Linked DNA regions of Mus musculus: region 2 is linked to region 1. The links are chromatin contacts, called in public HiCAR-type maps. All regions are on one chromosome and are shown on one strand. The core of a region is the stretch at or near the end of the contact, and the rest is flanking DNA. Distances in the headings are between cores, read along the strand shown.

The links. HiCAR-type assays count read pairs that join an accessible place to other places.
Region 2: a contact with region 1 is called in a HiCAR-type map of embryonic stem cells, with 4 times the contacts expected there. The contact joins the enhancer-like site here to the promoter of Mfsd4b4 in region 1. A contact is called at or near these places in 2 of 484 Hi-C or Micro-C datasets (the N1E-115 cell line and embryonic stem cells) and 2 of 115 datasets of contacts at active chromatin or transcription factors (embryonic stem cells and extraembryonic endoderm stem cells).

The regions. Positions count from the first base shown.
Region 1 is chr10:39,897,642-39,904,124 of GRCm38.p6, reverse strand. Mfsd4b4 (major facilitator superfamily domain containing 4B4) reads left to right here and starts at 4,919. Exons shown (of 5, transcript NM_001384225.1): 1 at 4,919-5,211.
Region 2 is chr10:39,523,373-39,529,579 of GRCm38.p6, reverse strand. It overlaps Fyn (Fyn proto-oncogene), which reads right to left. Exons shown (of 14, transcript NM_001122893.1): 7 at 4,076-4,179; 8 at 2,650-2,799; 9 at 1-143. Among named protein-coding and RNA genes, the nearest start is that of Gm40627, 64 kb to the left of the region's middle. Within about 2 kb of position 3,924, at least 9 of the 459 cell types and tissues checked have an H3K27ac peak or open chromatin away from gene starts, as enhancers often do. A contact at or near this core is called in embryonic stem cells, where this site is marked.

The DNA.
Region 1 (6,483 bases), core at 3,670-6,169:
AGATCAGCAGGCAGAAGAAAGAGAGAGACACTGGGCCCCTACTTCAGCATCTGACACTTCATAGCCCACCCCTAGTGGCATACTTCCTCCAACAGTCATAGCTACTCTAACAAGGCCACACATTCTAGTCCCTTCAAATTGTGCCTCTCCCTATGAGCCAATGGGAGCCACTTTCATTTAAACCACCACACCTATAATTTAAATAGGAAGAGACTAAGGCATCCCCTCTTTCTACTGGTAAACTGTGTCCCTGTTCATTTGTTGAGATGTGACTGTTAGGAAACAAAACGCTCACATATTCACCTCCCAAAGCAGATAGTAACTTTCTTTAATTCAGGAACACTGAAAAGCCCCTATCCCAACATATTCTCCATGCCACTTGTGAAGGGATCAAACAAGACCTCATAGAAGAAAACCAATCATCTCCTTCCACAAATTTCAGGAGAGTTTGTGCAAAACAAACAAACAAACAAACAACAGATGTAGAATGAATAAGATTAACTGCCCCAGTTGAGGTAACAATAAATAAAAGCAGACCCTTGCCTAATATAAAAGATAAATACCCTTTGAGGCAAGAAGTTCCAATGGACTCAAACCCATCATAGAAGACTATCAAGAAAACGGGCTTATCACCCCTGGTATGTGATGCTTCACATCACACCAATATTACATATAAGGAAGCAAAAATGGAAGATGATAGAGACTTGTGCAAAATCTCCAGGCCATAAATGGCTAGTATTCTCTCACAATGCAGTGGTGCCTAAACCCCACTCTGTTATCTAGAGCTCTTCAAACTACAGCCTGTTTTTCAATGACAGACCTTGCAGTACCTCTTTTAGTAGTCTTCTTGCACCAGATGAACAATTCTTGTTTCTTACACATAGGAGAAATGGCAGTTCACTTGGTTTTATTGGCTAACATTTGTATTTATGAGCATAACGGGACATTTTCAGACAGGATATGCAGTTATCTTTACTCTTGACATAATTGAGAGTGCTCATTTGCCTGACATTGCATCTGCTCAGAGGAATGAACTGCATTTAGCCAGAGTGTACTGGTTAGTTTTGTGTCAACTTGACACAGCTGGAGTTATCACAGAGAAAGGACCTTCAGTTGAGGAAATGCCTCCATGAGATCCAACTGTAAGGCATTTTCTCAATTAGTGATCAAGGGGGAAAGGCCCCTTGTGGGTGGGACCATCTCTGGGCTGGTAGTCTTGGGTTCTATAAGAGAGCAGGCTGAGCAAGCCAGAGGAGGCAAGCCAGTAAAGAACATCCCTCCATGGCCTCTGCATCAGCTCCAGTTTTCTGACCTGCTTGAGTTCCAGTCCTGACTTCCTTTGGTGATGAACAGCAGGGTGGAAGTGTAAGCCGAATAAACCCTTTCCTCCCCAACTTGCTTCTTGGTCATCATGTTTGTGCAGGAATAGAAACCCTGACTAAGACACCAGAGTGTCTGTGCACTGGGCAAAAACCAAAACAGCTAACATTCACACACGGCTACTAGACATATGGAGTGGTGCATTATGGCATGCTGTGGAAACAAAGAGGATTTATGACTTCCTCTGGCCAACCCTTTCAAAATAGTTAACAAATCACAGAATAACTAGACGTTATCTATTTGCCCAAATAATTAGCCACCATTAAAATCCCAAGACCCTCGACTGGCAGCGGTGGTGACAACAGTGGTGGTTGTGATGGTGGTGGTGCACACCTTTAATTCCAGCACTTGGGAGGCAGAGGCAGGCAAATCTCGAGTTCGAGGCCAGCCTGGTCTACAGAGTGAGTTCCAGGACAGTCAGGGCTACATAGAGAAACCCTGTCTCAAAAAACAAAAACATCAACGACAAATCCCAAGACACTCTAAAATGGTGATTTTTTTCAACCTGTGGGTCACAACCCCTAGGAGGCCAACTATCAGATATCCTCACAATCAGATATTTACATTTGGTTCATAACAGTAGCAAAATTACAAAGTTATGAAGGAGCAAAAAAAAAAAAAAAAAAAAAAAAACCAACTGTATGGTTGGTGGAGCCGCATGTGCTGTCTGTCTTGTTCATGATGTCTCGTCCATGTCTAGCCTCTTCCATCAGGCTAACAGAGGTGCCACACTAAAGGACAACTGGCAAGAGAAGGGTGGAAATCGCATCCCCACAGTAATCTTTGGGTGGGTCCACATAGGAAGCCTATAATACCCCTAGGTGCCCAACTGCCTCTTCTGGAACATGTACATACACACTGGGCATCAGAAAAAAATGATCTCTTAGGGTAAGCTATCGTTCTGGAAACCCTCTCCAACAACAACTTACAAGGTATACTCAGGATGTCCTGTCTACCCCAAACACAAATACATAAGCCACTTCATGGGACACAGAGGCACCACCCTTTTCTGAATCGGCCATTTGGAACCTCACGTCCTCGGTGATCCCAAGCCTTGGGCTGGGTGGAAGAGCATCACTGTGTCTCACTTAGGACTGAGTGATCAACAGTCTCATTCTCAGCCCTCTGACTGACTTCTACCCACTGCAAAAACAAAAGGCTGAGAGTAACACTTATGTAGGGGTGTAAACACAAGTCTTTAGAAGGCAGTTTGAAACTACATGCAATCAGGAAACCAGAAGTAGGCTCCTCCCTGGGTCTAATGATTGCCCCAGCCATGGGCTTTGAACTGACTTACAGCACTAGTCTAGAGTTCTGTCCTGTGGAGTAGGTCTCAAAACCAAGCAGAAAGTGGTTAGTTACCTCCACGACACTTATGCCACCATTATACGCAGGGGGCATCTTGCCTAGTAGGTTGGTATTGTAGCAGGCAGAGTTATTCTCACTTTAAAATGCCCTTAAATTTTTTTCTTTTTTTTTTTAAAGATTTATTTATTCATTTATTATATGTAACTACACTGTAGCTGTCTTCAGACACTGCAGAAGAGGGTGTCAGATCTCATTACAGATGGTTGTGAGCCACCATGTGGTTGCTGGGATTTGAACTCAGGACCTTTGGAAGAGCAGTCAGTGCTCTTAACTGCTGAGCCATCTCTCCAGCCCAAATTTTTTTCTTTATCAATCTATTTTTAGATTTTTATTAAAAATGTTTATGATACAATGTATTTTTTCTTTTTTAAAAAAATTAGATATCTTCTTTATTTACATTTCAAATGTTATCCCCTTTCCTAGTTTCCCCTCCGAAAACCCACTATCCCCTCCCCCCTCCCCCTGCTCACCAACCCACCCACTCCTGCTTCCTGGCCCTGGCATTCCCCTATACTGGGGCATAGAACCTTCACGGGAAAAAGAGCCTCTCCTCCCTGACTAGGCCATCTGCCCTTAAAATTTTTGTGTTCTAAAGGTCCCACTAAAAATTTCAAAACACACACTTTGAGGCCAATCAGAAAACATCTGAAATAGTCTAAGCAAGAAATGAAGACAAGCAGAGTAGGAATGGAGAGGAGTTGGACGCCAATTTAAGAAACCTTTCCGAGACAAACAGGGAAGAAGTTAATGATCGTATGATTGAAGATAGAAAGTTGGTTTATGGGTAACAAGACCAAGTTTTGTAGTAGCTTGGGAGTCTAAGTAAGAAGGGATATCAGAGACAGAAGTGTAAGTGGAAAAGAACTTCAGATAAAAAATAGAATGTGATAACATTTGAGGCTATGGTCCCTGTGGTCAAATCTGTAGTCACATAAGAACACGGTTTTCCTTTTTCAGCTAGCATAGCTATTTGGCAAAGACAGACTGATGTCCAAGTCCATTCAACAATGGAATTGCCTGCAGGTTAAAATAAGTGTGGGCATGTGGGACCCGATTTAGAGCGTTTCTCCCAGGAAGGTAAAGCCCCTGGACGTTCCCCAAGCTTGTTTTCCCTGATCTCTAAAAATACAGCCAGAAAGAAGCTCTTTGTTCTCTATAGCCAGCAAAAAGCCTTTGTTTCTATACTTTACAACCAGAGATGCCTGCCTTCCTGTGCTGAGGACACGGAGATAAAAATTCAGAAAGAACTCACTCCCCACTCCTGCCTTATAAATTTCACCAAGGATACCCAGAAGAGAAGAACTCTCCTCCCAACTCCTCCCAACTCCTCCCCAATTCCTCAGCTAGCTGTTAAAAGCCCCCTACTGTTACCACTAAGGGTCAAACTCCCCTGCCCTGCACGGAGGAGGGACATCGGGACATCGTCCTCAGCTAGCTGATAATAAAACCTCTTGCAGTTTGCATCAGGTGTGGTTTTCTCTCGAGTCACTGAGGTGCTGGCCAGCTCATCCCAGGACTTGAGCGGAGGCCCAGCTTCGGGGGTCTTACAGGCAAGTGCATGCAACTCGTTTTGTCCCAGATTCTTTCTTTAGCTATTGTTTCACCATTCAGTAAAGGCCAGCGGGTTGTTGTCTGGCCTTTAGAAGCTGCTACTCTAACCTAATATTCCTATTTATAGATGGGACTGCGGTGGGATTCTGAGTGTTGTGTAAACTAACTGAGATACTTCACGTGTGAGTTTACACGTAAGGATCCATAACTATCTGTTCAGTGAGAAGCTGACGTTCAACATTCTTGTACGTCTAAGGAGCAAGGGCAACAGTTTGTAAATCATGTAGAGACAAGACCTTCGGGTTTCCAGGTGACCCAGGAGGCTGCGGAAGTTGCCATCTTGCAGTTCCAGGCCGGGTTTCTTCCAACGTTTTGCAACTTTGGATCGTCTTGTGCATGGGTTGCAGCTTGTACATCTTTGGCCTACATTCCCCAGGCCGGGGAAACTCACCTAATTGAGACTTCTCACCTGGGCCAGGCTGTCCGATCCCCAAGGCAACCACATCAACTTCCGGTTTGAGGAAGTCTCCTGATTGGCCGGCGGCTTTATTTCCGGCCTGTGATCCATGCAGGCGCTCTGCTACCGTGAGGGACACCGCGCCTGCGCGGCGGGGAGGCTCCGCTCCCAGGTCACGCTCGCGCGGGCAGGTCCTGGCGTTGTTGGCTCCCGGGCCGGGCGGGGCCGGGCACCTCCCTGCACACCGGAGGCCTGGTGCACGGAGCACGGCAGGTGGAGCCGCCACACTGGAGTTGGAGCTGGAGTTCGGAGGGGCGGGAGGGCAGCGGCTCCTCCCAGCCGGCCCGGGCGCAGAGAATGAGTCAGAAGCGGTGGCCTCCGTGCGGAAAGGCCGTGCCCAAAGCGTGCTGCGCTGGTTCACCACCGTGGTGCTTTGTGCCGCCTTCCTGGGGCTGGTGAGAGCTGGGCCCAAACCCTCCAGGCCACGGCTGGAGCAAGCGTCCTGCAGGGAACGTGGTCTCAGTGCCCTGCATCGTGCGTGACCCCTGGTGTATATCGGTTAATCCTCCTGAGTCTCAGTTCTGTCATCTGGAAAAACGGGCAAAATTAATACGTTTCCAGCACGAGCAAGCTAAGTTTCCTCCGGAAAACGGGGAGATACAAGATGGGGAGCCTGCTCCCCTTCACCCACTCACTGAAGCTCTAAATTGATCCCAGAAAAGCAGCTTTGAGGGGGCCTGACCAAATCCAACCAACTGCTTTATTTCGCAGATGGAAAAAAGGGCCCAGAGAAGAAAGTGGCTTTTCTGGTTAAATGATAGTATCAAGGACATGTTGCTTACCCTGTACACGGCCCTATTTAAATCAAGCCTTTAGATACTTAAATGATTTTCTTCACTCAAGTGCAAGAACTAAAAACGCCATAAAGACAGTGTTCCCCAGTGTAGCACCTGCTGCTGACCCGAAATGTCCTTTTGTGGACCAGATGGCTGTAACTCATTGTGTAGATCAGGATGGTCTCAAATTTCAGAGATCCTCCTGCCCCTGCCTCCTGAGTGCTGGGATGAAAGCTATAAACCACTGACCTAAAGTGATAACTTTTGACTCGAGTGCTATGAGAGCTAAACCTTTGACGGAGTCCCTTCTGGTCCCTCAATTGGAGCTTCAGTTTCTTAAAATTATTTTGATGGGAAAGTAGGGAAGAAAGAAAGCGTTGCAGGTACTGGAGCCCCTCGTGTGTAACAGGTATTGCAAGTGATTGCAGGAAGATCTGAATGAACATGCTGTGGCCCTGTGTGCTCCTGGTCTTTGTTCTTGGTTGCTGGTGCTTGGGGCAGGGAAACCACACGTGGGTTGGAGCAGAACAGTGCAGCACAATCAGGTTTTGTTGTTTGTTTATTACGTACAGGGCGCTGGCTGGCCCAGGACTTCATGCTAGGCTTTCACCCAGCTGTGTCCCCAGCCCACAATCCACAGTTCTCAAAACTCAGAAACGTTTCCTTAAAGGTTTTTAGGAACTTCATCTAAAACGCAAGTCTTTAGTTCTTGGCAGTATCTTGTGTAACATCTTATTGTTAAAATCATTCTGTCCGTGTTATATTTTGCTAAGAAAGCCTTACAGCCCTTACATCTCCTGATAGCTTTGGAGTGTGAGGAAAACTGTAGATTAGATTATTTATCGTCAGCATTAGACAGTTCAAAGGGACAACTTCTTGTGTGCCAGAAAT
Region 2 (6,207 bases), core at 2,675-5,174, 370 kb after region 1:
CCCATTTCCCAGTCTCTTGATCAACTGCAGGGATTCTCGAGGGATTTCCCAGACATCTTTGGTTTTGACAGACAGATCGGTAAGCCTTGGCATCCCTTTGTGACAGGGAACTACTAGGCGGCAGCAGAGACCTGCGGCTCTCTCTGGAGGAGCAGGGCAGCGGTGAGGGAGAGAAGAGCAGAATATGTAACGACAACACGCACAGGCCACAGGAGATTCGACGCACATGAGCAAACATTTGCTGGAGGCAGATGAGGATGTGTCAGATATGGACACCGCTGTACCATCGGGCATGCTCGCTGCTCACAGGCACGGCCTGCTTTGGCTTCTGTGTACTTTAGTCTAATGAACTCGTATTCACTGCCTCAAATTCAAAATGCCCTTGCTACTTTCAAAAAGTACATATAAAAATAAAAACTGTCCCTGTCCCTTCCGGTATCTAGGGACTGAGGGACTCTCCCTGGTAAATGTCTGTTTAAAATGTGACTTTGGCATAGGAGCCTCCCACAGACCTCTGGTCTGTTAGAGCTAGCCGGTCTCAGGAGGACACCTGCAGCGGGAGAGGATGTCACATTCTCTGCAGTCCTTCTGACTCTACTGCTCCTGTGTGCTCACATTGCTTTTTTGCAATTTTCCACTAAAAGCAAACAAAAACAAAAACACGACCTTTTAAACAGCTTTCTATGCATAATTTAGGAGTCTGGATTTAAAGAAGTAATGGAAATTAACAACATTCACAGAAACTCAGTGACATGAAAAGCAGGGAAACAGTAGCTTCCATTCAGGTTACTGGGAACTTGGTCTTCCCCCACCCCTTCTTTTTGAAAAGAATATTCCTTTGAGAATCTAGCAAAGGTATGGGGAGACTGACTAAACGCCAACAGAGAGTAAGCAGGCAGGGAAAGATGGGGGCCAGAGAGACCCTGAACCGAGGGGGCCAAAGCCCCCTACGTCCCTGGAAGCCTCTTGGATTCTAAGCACAAACTGTGGCTGTCTCTTTTCTGGGAATTCTTAACTTACTTTTCATTCCTTTTTTTTTTTTTTTAAATCTGTTTCTGAGATGTTTAGGCAGGAAATTATTTATGTGTCGGTATTTCAAAGGCATTCTATGTGCAAGAGAGAAGAGGAAAGAGGAAAAGCCAATATAAAAACAAATCTAACTCAAGATGGATTTTTTTCCCTGAGATTAAAACTCGTCTAGGGTGCTTCACATCGGCTCCCTCCTTCAGCTTTATGATGTTATTAAGGTGCCCTTTCCAGCACACTATTTTCAAATGATCCAAACCCTGGGGACCCTGCGGATGTTTGCCTGTAATGAAATATATTTCAGCATTTGAAAAAAATCCTTATAACATACAGGCGTTTTGTGTATATCACTGAAGTGCAAGGAGGTTTTCTGCTCCATTTCTCTCAGTATTTCATTAGAATCCACATAGAGTGAGAGAGCTAATGCCCAAATCACTGGCTCAGCCACTGTTAATTTCTTAACTGCTCATCAGTGGCCAGAATCAGTACATAGGCATTTCGTATTGTTATTTTTAAAAGGCTACAAGTCTCTTTGGTGTGGCAGAAACAGCACAGGTATTTTTCAATGGTGGTAAAAAGGGTGTGGTGGCTCCGTCCGTAATCCCAGCATTTGGGATGCTGACACTAGAGGATTGCTCAAACTCTGAAAGTCCACCCTGGGCTACAAAGTGGATACTGGGCTCCCTAGGGCTACAAGTGAGACCTTACCTTGGAAAAAAGGAGGGGTCATGTACACATGCATTGTTTAGCAGGACACACTTGTTAACCAAGGAGGGCAAGCGGCACACACTAAACACTGCGCATAGAGCTACATATTTACATAAGACGCACATGAACGCACATACACCCAATAACTGAATGGCCAAGAACAGCAGAAGAACAGGATTATGGGACGTAAAGACAAAGTCTAATCTTTGTTTAAAGTCATCACAGTAGCCGGGTATGGTGGCGCACACCTTCAGTCTCAGCAGTAGGAGGCAGAGGCAGGGGGATTTCTGAGTTGGAGGCCACCAGGGCTATAGCGAGACCCAGTCTTTAAAAATTGAAAAAACAAAAACAAACAAACAAACAAACAAAAAACCAAGAAAGTCCAGGAGATGGAGGTAAGGGAGCTGTGGCCTCAGCAGGCAAGCTGGGGGGGGGGGGGGAGTGGGGGCGGGGCGGAGGGAACCCTGCAGCAGCACAGATTTTCTTCTACAGAGTGCAAGAATGTGCTTCCCTCTGCTGCGGTGAAGGATCAAGTGAGGCTCCCTGGGGGCCGTCTGAGCCTGCCTAGGGACAGCTCCTTTCCTCCTTTCCTCTCACAGTTCTGCATGGCAATGAAGGCAAAGGTAAAGAACGTGCAAGGATTTTTATTATGAAAATTAATATACAAATACAGCTTTCAAGATTTAAACTACTGCCTTCTACTGGGGGGAACTTCTGGAAAACACAGGAGGAAAATCCTATCTGGGGCAGAAGAGCAACAGAACCCCGGACTCCATCTGTCTGTCTGACTGTGGGGGTGGGCGGGCAGAGGACAGCTCTACCTAGTGACTCTGTCCCGTATCTCCTCCTCCTCCCTCACAGCCTCCAGTTTCTAACCGGTGACGGTGACGGTGACGGTGACGGCACTGGGGTTACCTGAGTAATGCTGTACCAGTTGCTGAAGTGTTTCAAACTGGGCCCGCGTTGTGATATAGTATCCACCATTGTCAAGCTTGCGGATTTTATAATGTTTGACGTGGTCCCCTTTCATATCATCCCAATCACGGATGGAAAGTGAGTAGGCACCTGGTAAACGTGCAAGCATTAGCCACACCAATCATCGGAGCCCCAGTCTGCTCTGCAGGCCTCATTTATGTGACTATTCTGATTAATAATTATTACAAACCATATGCGCACGCGCACACACACACACACACACACACACACATACGAAAGAGACAGATATATCTCCACTCTGTAACAGGACAAAGACAACTTTTGCTATCCTGCCAGTGTTCAGAGATGTTAGCAATACAGTTGACTTTGCTCTTGGAACTAAAAACTTCTGGTTTTTCTCAAAGTTTCCTTTCAGTTTCTTGTGTTGTCTAATATTGCACAGACCAAATCCCACTGGGATAGATGAAGAGCAGACTCCAGGTGAGCTTGCCTCCTGCTTTCATTTCCTGTGGCCTAGCTGAGAGGCAGGGATAGTGAGGGGCTGGGAGACAGGGATGGCATATGTGTGTGTGTGTGTGTGGTGGGGCTGTGGGTGTGTGTGTGTGTGTGTGTGAGGCAGGGATGGTGGGGGCAGAGGTGGTTGGTGGAGAGGCAGGGGTAGGGACAGAGGTGGTTGGTGGAGAGGCAGGGGTGGGGACAGAGGTGGTTGATGGGAGGCAGGGGTGCGGGAGGAACAGAGGGTGGGAACAAAAGAAATGGAAGTCTATCCCCTAGCAGGAAGCTCCAAAGCTCTGCTTGGCAATCTGCACAGGGACAGGTCACCAGTGTGTGGCAGCATGGTTCTCTGCCCCTCTGCCTGCTGAAGTGAGTTATTAAACAGAGGGAAGAGGAAGGAGTCCTCCACTAACAAAACAGAGTGGAAGGAAAGAAAAACAAATTTAAACTGGGTGGTGGTAGGGCAGGCAGACCTTTGATTTTAGCACTTGGGAGGCAGAGGCAGGTGGATCTCTGAGTTCAAGGCCAGCCTGGTCTACAGTGTGAGTTCTAAGACAGTTAGGGCTACACAGAGAAACACTGTCTTGAAAATACACACACACACACACACACACACACACACACCCCAAATCAAAAAGGTAAGAAAAACCAAGTTCCCGCCCTTCACTCGAACAGGAGAACAGGACGGAGTCTGAGCTGAGGCGGAAGCCTGGCCTCTGTTTCTGGAGGCGCCTCCCTCTGAGCCCGATCATCTCTGGGAGCTAAATGCAGTTCCAGCGTCTTCAGGGGAGCTGGAGAGCAGCAGGAGGCTCAGGCTAGAAGGCCCCGGACCAGGCAAGAGCCACGCCTTCCGATCCCAAAGACCTTCAGATCTGAACAGCACATCAGTTTTGCCCTCTCCTTAGCTTACCTTTGGTGGTTTCGCTCTCGCGGATAAGAAAGGTACCTCTTGGGTTTCCAAAGGACAGGAGCTGTCTCTCAGCATCTTTGCGGCCAAGTTTTCCAAAGTACCACCTTCAAGGGAGACACAGGCAAGAAAATAAATACACTTGTGACTGAGCAATGTAGCTAGCTTTTCCTCCACAAATTCCTTCGCCTCTAATGTTGCTTCCACTGCCCCAAACTAGTTTTTTCTAGCTTCATTCAGTCCTTTTTCAATCTTTCCTGATTCTATCCACTCTGCATCTCTTCCATTCTTAAAAAAAAAAAAATCTTGAATCATGGATTGTGTTCCTTCCCTCCAGGACGACAGGGATGTGTGTGTGAAATGCCACCTGCACGCACAGAGAGAAACCCACCACCTTGTTTGAAATGCCAACTGCAGGGGACGATTCCATAGCTCAGCTGTACGACCCTTGATTTCTGAGCATAATTACAACTCCTGGGAAATACCAAGACTCAGCTCTAGTATAAGGATCATCAATCAAGCATGATTTTTTTTTTAAAGGAGCCCACTCAGGATGGATAAAGAAGGAAGACAGATAACACTTCTACTTAGTCTCTACCTACAGGAATTCTGAAGACGGGAACTCAGCTCTACCCCTGATCTGAGATGGCTGCTGTTCTTGGAAGCCTGGTTTGATTTTCTCTCCCTGTCCAGCATTCGTGAGGAGCGTTTACCAAGTACCTGGCCTGTGCCCTGCAGTTGCGCTTCTCTGACACAGCTGCAGGGATTGCTTACTGCACATCTGAGAGAAAGCTGTGCACGGTTAATGGGCATGTCCATAAAAATGAGTCGGTGGTGCAGACATTTTAACATTCCCTTGCAACAGCACTGACAGCACACTTGTGCCGTGGCAGGAAGCCTCACAGGCCTCCTCAGGACCGGAATGCGTCTTTTGTCTCTCCACTTGAGCTGCTGAGTCCTAACCAACGCCCGGCAATCCGTTCACATTTCAGCACTGGATTGTATATGAGAGGATAAGTATGCCAAGAGCCCAAGGGAGAGTTCTGGAACATTCCACCAGAATCTGTGAGTAGGAGCAGCTTTCAGGACCAAACCATCACAGTATTCATCTATGAAAGCAAATGGTTTTAAAAATGAAGCTTCAATTCACCATGCCTGAATGTAGCTAGGAAGTTCACCATCAGATCCTTCTGTGAGTCAAAGAATTTCACCGAAGGAGCGTCACCTTCAGTGACTTGAGAAGTACCCAAACTCTCCACAATCCCAGCGTAGCAATAGCTGCTGTAAAGGATACGACACCAGCTATGTGAGAAATGTCTTTTTTTGGTTTGTATCAGTAACTCAATTAAAATGCTGTGTAAAACTGGTGAGAGGAAGGCCTGCAGAACAAGAGGTTACACTTAACCACACGCTGCTTGTGCAAAATACCGATTAATTGCACGTGTAAAAACCACAGGCTGTATTTTAAAAAGCTAACTTATACTCTAAAAAGCCCAAAATATTAAAAAAAAACCTTATCATTATAAATATGACTTAAATATGCACCCCCAAGTGGATTCTCAGTTAAATCAAAGGAATGTTACTTTGTAGTTAAGTTTTAAATTCCGAAAAGACACAGGAGATATTTACCAATCTGTCCTAAAAATTCAATACAAATACACATATTTCCTATTTTCTGATAATGAAACACACTAGTAACGAAGGGGGTAAAACAGCTCAAAACACAGTGCTGGAGAAGCAGAAACAGATCGAAGTGTAGGAGTACAAAAGACTTAAAGAAGAATGATGGACGCATGAGGATTAGGCTAGGGTGAAGGTCTACTCCTCTGTGCTGTGCCTCCGCAAATCCACAGCAGGCTGCAGGCCGTGAGCAACCGACAGTGACTCCTTTCTCTTTCTGGTGAGGTCTGTCCCTGTAGGTGGGGTAGAGGCCATCCATGTTCCTGAGCTTGGGACATCAACCTCCCTCCCCATTTCCTAAGAGTTCCTACAGGTTTCTCTGGAAAGAGAATGAACAATGACCAGTCAGCCATCCTTTGAGAGCCCCAGACTCCTACCACTTTCCAAAACTGCCTCCCTCCAGTGGGAGGGTGGGGCCAAATAACTGCTGGTCAAGGTCGACCAGCCACAACACC